2 separate regions of the Hordeum vulgare genome follow, and region 1 is linked to region 2. The links are chromatin contacts, called in public Hi-C maps. All regions are on one chromosome and are shown on one strand. The core of a region is the stretch at or near the end of the contact, and the rest is flanking DNA. Distances in the headings are between cores, read along the strand shown.

Region 1 (5,089 bases), core at 1,108-3,607, 130 kb after region 2:
ACTCAGATCCTCCAAACATCGACCATCCATATGGTGAAGCTCATGTTGATGCCTTGTTTGATGTTTTTTCACGAATACACAAAGCTTGCGTATCATTTCATTGATAGAAGGAGAAGAAATGAGTACAAAGGGGTACAACACATGGCACGAACGCAGACATGCGTGAACATGGTGTTGGGAGCAGAGAGACATGGTATGCTCGGCCCGAGCAAAGGATACACCACAACTAAACTTACCAAATCCGGGCCAAGAGTGGCGATGCCAAACCAACGATTCCATCATTGCCCGAGCCAAAATCGGAAACACCGCGAGCGAGCAAGATGGTGCCTTCAGGAAGGAAGGCAATGCCGAGATGTCGTCACTATATGGTCCGAGGGACTCAGACCTAGGGTTACCCATGAACTCGAAGAGGGGCTCATCTCAAGGCCTTGGCACCATCTCCAAGAAGGAAACACCACCAGCGAGCACCGTCGTTGACAACACCAACAAGCCTAGTAAGGATCTTTTCCCTGGCCCGAAGTTGAGCAACCCATAGTCGCTGAATCCAGAATCATAGAGGGGAGGCCAATGCTGGTCGGAACCACCATGCGAGGAAGGGGTTAGACCAGGACTAGCATGCACCAATGTTTAAGGCGAATGCGAATTTTGTATCATGACTTTCTCGTGGGCTTTGGACCATGTGATGGAGGTAGGTATTGCGGAAGCAGTGATACCTAGATTTGGGTTCATTCTTGCAAATCAAACCAGTTGAAGTCAAGTAGTATCAATTGAAGACTTTCCGGTAGTGATTGAATCAAATGTCTAACGGTGGCCGGTGCCTCGAGAGTGTTGTGAACATTTTTTAAGAACTTTGGTGCAAGAGTTAACCAAGGTGATCTTTCAATTTTTTTCCCCAAGAGAAGCAATTCCCATACCTCATAGCTCGCAAGAAGGGCCACACTAAGACCACATGTCTCTAATTATGGAGTACTCCTGGTTAATGGTGACTCTATCCTTTTAACTCTAAATCAAACTTAAAACAATTGTTCTAAAATCAACCTATTGAATAATTTAGTTGTGCTTGTAATTGCGATGGATTCTCATAACTCATAATCCCGCATGTATCATACCCCCCTCCCCCCACCCCTAATGTTTTTTGCTGTTTTAAATGCCGACTCTACTTTCTTCTACAACATATTATAGAAAATGATAATCCTAAATCACAACCATTTTAGTGTTTTTTGGCAAAACTACCGCTCGCAACAAAAGATGACAACTTTCAAAAAATATGCATTCTCTAAGAAAAATTACATCTAAAGAATCTGGCATCCCCTAAAACTAAAAGTGCATGGAATATGATCTCGAATGCCAACCCCGGCAAGAATGTTGGCGGGCTAAGAGAGTCCATAAAATGAGCATACATAACCTCAATACATAAAATAAATAAATAAACATACACAAGAAAAGACACAATAAACCAAGGCTTATAATTTTGGAAAACACTTTGGATCAACCGACTGATTTTACCCAAAAATCAGTCGGTCGCTGGCTCCTCACGTGTCCCCCTCAGCCACCTCTTTTCTTTTCACCTTATCCCTTTCAGCGCTCTCTCCTCCACTCATTCTCCTCCTCATCTTCTTCCTCTTTTTTCATTCCATAGCAACGGTGCTGGGATGGAGTACGACGAGGGGGCAGTCGATGCTGAGTTGTAACATCACCAATGCACGGGGGTGGCGTTGCAGTGAAGCTCCGCCGACGACGCCGACGAGATGTTGAGATGGAGCCCGCGGTGTCGGTGTCGCGCTCCAATGAATCATTGCCAGAGCTGCAATCGGTTGTCGGCGTTGCGTTGGAGCACCCCCGCGCCAGTGCGACGCTGCAATGGTGTTTCACCGGCGGCGGCAAGAGCTGCGAAGCAGCGCCCCTGAGCTGCAATGCAGCTTCACCGATGGCATCGAGAGCTGCGATGCAACGCCCAAAGCTGTAATGAAGCTTCACCGGCGGCTGCAATGGAGCTTTACCAGCGGCTCCAAGATCTGCGATGCAGCGTCCAAACTGCAATGAAGCTCCACTCGCGCCGCAATGAAGCTTCATCACGATGAGCAGCCGTTGCTCGTGTTGACCAGATCCAACGTCTTTGTAGAACGCATTTAATGATTAAGAACCCGACTGATTTCCTAAAAAAATTGACGGTTGATCCATAGCAGCCGCCTATAATTTTCCAATACAGCTCCTTTTGACTAGCTTTGACCCTCCCAAGAAAAAGGCAACCTCACTAAAAACGGCTGAACAAAGAGAAATCTAAACGGACCGGCAACGATTCCGTTAATTCCGCCTGCCCGAATTCCCTAAAGCCACCCCGCCCGCGTACACGCGGTCGCCCCTTCTTCCCCTCCCAACTTCCACCGCCCCCGAAAGCTTCCTCAGAAACCATTCGCCATCTCCTCCTCCACTGTCACTGTCGCTTCCTCGCCGCCCCCGCTCGGACCACTTCCCCGCGTCTACAGCGGCCTAACTCCGGCCCGGCTCCGCGGCCGCCGCCCTGCCGTCGCGTCCCTGGGGATGAAGGGCATGTGGAAGCAGAGCGGGCTGGCGGCCATGGCGTGCGCCGACGCGGGCCAACTCAGCCAGGCCGGGCGCTCCCGCAGGCGCGGGAGGCTCGTGGTGTACGCCTTCGCGGTGGCCTTCGCCGCATTGACGGCCTACATCGCCCTCTGCTCGCCCGCGGCCCCCGCTGGCGCGGCCGGAGACGGAGCCTCTTGGTTCGACGGTGTGTACGCCTCCACGGCGCCGTACCGCTCGCAGGTCTCGACCTTCTTCTCCTCCATCTTCCCTACCAACTCGTCCGCCCCCTCGCCCGAGCCGTCTCGCCCCGACGGCGGTGGCGCGGCCAGCGGATCGAGCGAGGTGAATCGCGATGTGGATAGTAAGCAAGTCGGAAGCGGGGCAGGGAGCGGCAGTTCTGGTACGGCTGGGTCTGATAAGCAGTTGGGGAGTGGAGGTAGTGCGCCGAGCAGCAATGCCGCCGGTGCCGGTGCACCGTCGGCCGGAAATCCAGCGGGAAGTGGCACGGCCGCCGCCACGAGCGATTCTCCGATGGATAATCCTGCAACGAGTGGCGGTGCGCCGGTTAGCGGGGCAGATCGGAATAAAGGTAGTAGCCAGGCAGAGGCAGGGGGTTCTGCCGGAGAAAGAACCGTGGCGAAGGCCGACGAGGAGAGTGATGGATCCAATAAGCAGTCGGGAAGCGGAGCTCCGACAAATAATGGCGCCGCTGGAAATGTCACCGCGGTGAAGGCAGACACCAAGGATTCAGTTGATGTCTCCGGCGGTAGTTCTGCCAGAGATGGCAGCACGGTGAAGGCCGATCCTGAAATTGGGCCTGATAACCAGGCAGTGACTCCAAGCGCTGCTCCGAGCAGTGGCTCTGCTGCTGGAAATAGCACCACAGCGAAGGCTGATGGAAAGGATTCAGTTGGCGCGGCGAGCAGTGTCTCCGCCGGAATTGACACAGTAGCAAAGGCTGATCTGAATAATGAGTCTAATGCTTCGTCGGGAAGTGAAAATGGAGATGCAACCCATCAATCAGCACCAAGTGCTAGTCCAGTGAAGAGCAATGCCGAAGATGGCGGAATTCAGAGCGATAAAGCGAGTGAGTATGTGGCATCAACTAGTAATCAGACTGCGGTGGCCACGGAGAAAGGGGCTGGATCTTCAACCAAGAACCAAACCCTTGTAGCATCTCCAACTGCGACGAAACAGAATCAGACGAGTGGAGCTTCTTCTGTTGAAAGTGGTAGTGCGGTGAATAATAAGGAAGCAACTCCCCAGGTTAGTGCAGGTTCATTCAAGGATCATTCATCCCAAACAATCGCTGCAAAAGCTGGGAATCACAGCGAAGTTCTGGTCAAGGGGAATGTGACATCAACTAAACAAGCCGGTGGTGCCAGTGGAAATAAGAAGGTTGACTGGATAACGGAGATGGCCGGCTGTGACTTGTTCCATGGGAATTGGGTTCAGGACGACTCGTACCCTCTCTACCCCGGAGGATCGTGTCCTCACATCGATGAACCCTTCGACTGCCATCTCAATGGTCGCCCAGACCGAGCTTATGAGAAGCTCCGGTGGCAACCCAGTGGATGCAGCATTCCAAGGTGAGGAAGGCATACTAGACTAGCTCAATCAAATGTCAGTTAATTTATTTCATGCTTGGTGTGTAACATGCCCATTTCTGTTATTTGTTACACTAGATTGAATCCAACTGATATGTTGGAGAGGTTGAGGGGGAAAAGACTAGTTTTTGTTGGCGATTCACTCAACAGGAACATGTGGGAATCCCTGGTTTGTATACTGAGGAATTCTGTCAAGGACAAGAGGAAGGTTTTTGAGGCTTCTGGTAGGCGAGAGTTTAAGACCGAGGGCTCATACTCTTTCCTGTTCACGGTATGTATGATCTCCAATTGGACTGGCTCTACACTACTGTAATACTTTGCATCTTTTTCCATAATTAGAACATTTTTTTGTTTTTTTTTTGTTTAGGACTATAACTGCAGCGTGGAGTTCTTCCGGTCTCCTTTCCTAGTTCAAGAGTGGGAGACGCGAGTCAGCAATGGAAATAAAAAGGAAACTCTTAGGCTTGACATTGTCGAGCAATCATCACCAAAGTACAAGGACGCGGAATTCATCATTTTCAATACTGGACACTGGTGGACACATGAAAAAACTGCCCTAGGGTAACTTGTTCTTACTGGTCTCTTGTTGGACAATCATCTACACTTCATTGTTGTTGCCTAAGCACTTACTGCTATTCATTCGAATGCCTAAACACTGAACTGTTCAATGTACCACAGGAAGGACTATTACCAGGAAGGTAGTCACATATATAGTGAGTTAAATGTCGTGGACGCCTTTCATAAAGCTCTTATCACCTGGTCGAGATGGATTGATGCCAACGTAAATCCCAAGAAAACCACAGTGATGTTCAGAGGCTACTCAGCATCACATTTCAGGTGTGTATATCCTTTTTGGTCTGACTTGCCCTTGACCGAACTAATATATCGTTGTGCATCTCAATATGCAGTGGCGGGCAATGGAATTCAGGCGGCAGCTG
Region 2 (5,150 bases), core at 1,116-3,615:
AGATGGAGGAAAACCTTCTAAGGTTTCTAATAAATCAAAATTTCTGTGACCACATACTGTTTCCATACAACTTCAGGTGAGGGTCTTTACTCTGTTGTGTCCATTCATTTATAATTGTAATTGATAAGTTACTGACACACACACACACACACACATATATATATATATATACATGTGCAGCTTTCATTGGATTCTGTTGGACATTCAAATTGATAAGGGAAGTGTTGATGCCTTCGACCCATTATCGAGACCCTTGGAATAGTTCCAAAGCCTGCAGGACATGCTCCAAGGGTAATTTCAATCGTTCTTGCGCTCTATCGGTCTCTTTCGATGATTTTCTGATATATCAATTAATGAAAAACTTAGCAAATCATTATCCTTGTCGGGCAGGGTTTGGAAGCGGTTCAAGTGCGTGACTCCCGGTAACTTTCCTGAGAAGCTGACCTTTAGAGCGGCTCAGGTAAGTAGTAGTATGATATACTTCTATTTCAATACATTTATGATGCTAGATTATTATTTTGATTATATATATTCTATTCTCGTAAAGTGCGACCAGCAGCCACGGGGAACGCATCTATGCGGATACTATGTTTGCGAGACCATTCGCACGTTTACCTCTGAGCACAAGGATCACAGATTCGATGTAAGCAATGAACATTCACACCTCTATTTTTACCCGTCATTCTTTGTTATCATGATTGATATTCATATTCATCTCCTTTTCTTATATAGCACACGGCCATGAGGACGAAGGTCCTACCAGAGCAACGCGCGATTGCTGTTGCAGAGGAGCTTGCGGGATTTCTGAGGACGGAAGCTATAGATGACAAAGGACGATTTAGTGTAGCTAGGGGCCATTACTGATGTTCGTCCATGTAATCGAATAGACAGGCTCTAGTCCCGATAATTCAGATCTCCATATAATTGTATATATATGCTCGCTTGTAAGATAAGTTAATCTTATATATATATATATATATATGCATAATTATTTTTATTTAAATTATATGAAAACTAATTCCCGAACACCAAACGAGGCATCACGTTAATCTCCCGAACACCTAAACCCTAAAACCCTAAAACCCAAAAATAATTTCATTAAAAAAAACCCAAAAATAAGCAAAATCTGAAACTCTTTAGTTCCGGTCCGTGTAACGAACCGGGACTAAAGGTCCTGCCCCTGGGGCGCTACGAGGCGCCCACGTGGAGCACCTTTAGTCCAGGCTTGTAACAGGGTCGGGACTAAAGGTTAGGCCTTTAGTCCCGCCCCTTTAGTCCCGGTTGATGAACCGGGACTAAAGCCCCTTACGGGCCGGGGCTAAAGGCCCCGTCCCCACTAGTGTTACGAATATAAGATGGACACTTCAATGGCTCATTTAGTAAAGAATTACACCCAAAAAGATGTATAACTATTTGTGTTTTTGTATTGTAATTAATAAATTGGTGTATTTTCATTATTCGTATACTGCATAGATCAGCTAATAACTTGGTGTGTGTTTTCTGTGCCACATCATAGTTTTTCTCACACGTCCTGGTCCTGCCACGTCAAAGCACATGCACTATTTGCGCGCGCTTACAAATCCACGAATATATATATATGGATCGAGGAACACTTGTGAGGGTCACAAGCAATGAATGAGATAACAACAAAGGCCATAAAACCACCGGACATATGAACAAAATATTGAGTTGAAATTTAAGAACCATAAAATGATCCTCTTTATTAATTAGTAAAGCAAATGTTGAGCAACGGGAGCTCACATATGCATATATATATGTGCATGCCACACATCCATGGACGGAGCATGCATGCTTATTCATTCATGAGCGACGGATCTATCTTTATATGTCCAAACCGAGGCAGTATGGGGCGTTGTGAACGGTCAGAACGTTGCATTGCCCCGGCGTAACGAGTACCTTGGCGAAGTCCCTCTGGGGCTCCTTGGGGCATCCGGGAAGGTCCTTGAGCACGCTCCAATCGGGGTGAGACCTCCGCCCTATGAAGTAGCGCACCGCCTCGCAGCGGCAGTGCTGCGGAGCCTCGTCAAGCTCCTGGCAGCACCGATCCTTTGGGGTGTCACCTGGCTCAGTGGATACCGGCGACCCGGCGATGCTGACGCCGCAGGTCTGTTGTGCGACATACTCCCGGCAGCCTTCAAGCGGATTGCTCGGAAGACCCATCCCCGCGTAGCAATATTGACCTGTGGCTGCGGCGGCGGCAAAGACGGAGGCCAGGACTGCGGCCAAGAGGAGGGGGGTGATGCTGGACTTGGACGCCATATTATTCTTTCTAGCTTGGTCCGGTTTCTTGCCTGTGGCTGTAAGCAATGCCGGCCACACTTGCATTGCCTGCATATATATATATATATATATATATATATACCAGAGAAAAGAGAGAGAGAGAGAGAGAGAGGAGAAGCTGCCAGCTATTAACTAAATCTGTTGTGCTATATGACGAATGTGGTGAGCTAGAGTGCACTTAATTAGTTTGTTGGAGCAGAATTTGGAGGGAAATGCAACTGGCTTTTGTGTGGAAGCATTGAGATGTTCGTAGCTGATCGGGCCTAGCTTTGCTTGTTATGGTTGATGTGGGCATCCTTTTCTTCTCTTGTCAAGTTGTCACGTTGCCGCCATGGGTGCTTAAAGTGAAACTTTTAGCTAGTTTATACGTGCAAACCTTGTTGAAACTAACAACAGAGTTTGTTCTTGCGCCGCGTGAGTAATCATGTGAAACCTTGTTGAAACTAACAACAGAGTTTGTTCTTGCGCCGCGTGAGTAATCATGTGATAATCGGACAATGCGTGTGAGTAATAACTTCGCAAAGCACTGATTTTTGAATTTAATTGCAAGTCAAGAGTATGTGCATACATAGATTGTCCATAACTCAAAACCCAGTTTCTGAAACAATGGGTCCAAGTATCCGTTTTGGTCTGAGCCAGTAACACCACAAAGGCCTAGCCCATTTCGTTTGATGTTATTTTCAAAAAAGAGGTCTTGTACCCCAATATATTGAACTCCGCGGTCTTGTACCCCTTAAGATTTTTCTTCCAAACAGTTTGGAAAAGTTGTTGTAGTGAAAAATCCACAGTGTGAATTAGAGAGGGGCTAACTTATGTACTACTAGTCTTTTCGGCGAAAAAATGTATGTACTAGTCACTCACTCATCTTAGTTATGAGGCAACGTTTAAACAAAAATCGATAAAAATGAGTCTAGGGGCAACTTTTACAGATTGCCCAAAAATTGAGCCTTTATATTGGCTTCAAAGGGGCTCTTTAAAAATACCCACTCCGTTCCTAAATATAGCGTGTATTATATATGGAGCTTCTGGAGGATCTCCCTCGTCCCAAGTTCGTTCATCGTTCACGGCTTCACACGGTAAGCAAGTTCGTGCAGGTGTACAGGTGACATTGTCGTTACTTTGGTATAATTGCAAATTTGGTTTTCTTAAAATTATGACCACGAAAAAGGTCAATCTTAGAGATTTTATTGTATTCAAGAAAAATTCTTAGTTGTAGAAGTTATCGTACTCCAGTTTGAAAGCTGGCATCGCAAGTGAGCATGATGCAACAAAATTAAGACCTTTGACATTTTTCTTCTTCTTTTGACATATAAAAATGTCGCGCAGTCATGCCCATCTGCCAATTTTTTTTTCTTTGTGGGATAATAGATCCATCTCTATGCATATTGTGCGAGAATATAGAATAAGCCTGGTGTACCCACTTCCCCAAAAATAGCTAAAAAACTGTATCTGTAAGGTGTGAAAATGGCACAAAAATCACGCACATATAAACTGGTTCGTCCGGATAAATCATGCGACAATTATTTAGCAAAATGGTAAAAAGAAAAAATGTCGACGCCTGAGAGATTCGAACTCTCGCGGGCAGAGCCCATGTACTTAGCAGGCACACGCCTTAACCACTCGGCCAAAGCGTCGTTGTTGTAAGGATTCGCACATAAAACCACTCAACATAACGTAGCAATCATGTCATTTAGGAGTGTTTTCTTTGGCTATCAATTGCTTTTCGAGAACTATTACAATTCATTTTGGCTTCCACATGATATGACAAAACCTCCCGTCTACACATCAGGCTGAGGAAGCAAAGCGATGGCTTCCCTCGGTCGATTGAAAAAAAAAAAACTGACCACTTTGCACGGTCTCTTCACGAGGGCCATCGCTTGACTCCTGGTCACTCGCCAGCCACAGAGCCACTTCTGCAAATCTCAGACGCTACAGCTAGCTAGCTGCCTTGTGGCAGCAAGCAATGGACTTGCGAGCCAAGCAAGCGCACATGGCGCCGGCTGGACATACGCCATGAGCGGATGGGCCCATGAACGTGAACCACCGATGAGCACGCGTTTGCTTGGCTTGCAAGAACGTTGCCGCGTCCGGGAGGAAAACATATGGCCGCCGGCCGCCACGTGAACTCGCGTTATCCTGTCGCTGCCGCACTGATAATTCCAGCCGCTATAGGTCGGCCGGCAAGCAAGAAAGCGCCCGGAAATGGACAACGTTTCGCCGTCGATTGCTTTGCTTTTTTGTTCATTTCGAGTCGGTCGATCTAGGTTAGCCGCAACCCGCAAGCAAATGGAGAGTGCAGCTTTGGAGCCAGTGGGCAGTGGCCCTACGTACTATCCATGGGTCATGGACGCCACCTCAGAGACGATCGTCCAAGACGCAGGTCCATGTGATGAGCGAGGCTTCATTCAGATGTGGGAGCAAAGCGTGGAGGCTTGCACCACCTCCTACGCGCGCTTGCGGCTTGCGTGCAAGGCTCACGCCGCCGGAAAAGCAACTTGACGCAAGCCGCGCGCGTGCCGCCGGCCACCTCTATATATATAAACAACGACCAACCGTACACAGGACATACATACCACGTTCTCTTCGACTGTAAGCTACACACATCTTCGATCGCGTACGTACCTCAGTACGTGGTGTCGACGACGACCGCCGTCATCATCGGCGGCCAGTTGAGCTGGTTTAGTTCTTGGGGAAATGGGCAACGTGGTGGAGGCGGCGGCCGCGATCTCGCCGGAGCTCGGCGACGCGCTGGCCAAGGTGGCCGTGTTCGCGCTCGTGCAGGGGCTGGTCTACCTCATCCTGCGCAAGTCCTCGGACGTCTTCTCCACGGCCAGCGCGGCGAGGTCCCT

Evidence for each region. A called contact is a pair of places that touch in the nucleus more often than the background predicts.
Region 1: a contact with region 2 is called in a Hi-C map of leaf, with 3 times the contacts expected there. The contact joins the promoter of LOC123410898 here to the promoter of LOC123413060 in region 2. A contact is called at or near these places in 5 of 6 Hi-C or Micro-C datasets (leaf, seedling and an unstated tissue) and 1 of 1 datasets of contacts at active chromatin or transcription factors (embryo).

Annotation. Positions count from the first base shown.
Region 1 is chr7H:73,423,732-73,428,820 of MorexV3_pseudomolecules_assembly, forward strand. LOC123410898 (protein trichome birefringence-like 1) reads left to right here and starts at 2,358. Exons shown (of 5, transcript XM_045103825.1): 1 at 2,358-4,133; 2 at 4,230-4,422; 3 at 4,519-4,712; 4 at 4,830-4,988; 5 at 5,060-5,089. The coding sequence starts at 2,542.
Region 2 is chr7H:73,288,899-73,294,048 of MorexV3_pseudomolecules_assembly, forward strand. It overlaps LOC123413060 (alpha-amylase/trypsin inhibitor CMa), which reads right to left and starts at 2,366. Exons shown (of 1, transcript XM_045106007.1): 1 at 1,685-2,366. The coding sequence starts at 2,355. The coding sequence ends at 1,843. It overlaps LOC123410847, which reads left to right and starts at 4,850. Exons shown (of 1, transcript XM_045103784.1): 1 at 4,850-5,150. The coding sequence starts at 4,996. It overlaps TRNAS-GCU (a tRNA gene), which reads right to left and starts at 3,935; the gene lies at 3,854-3,935.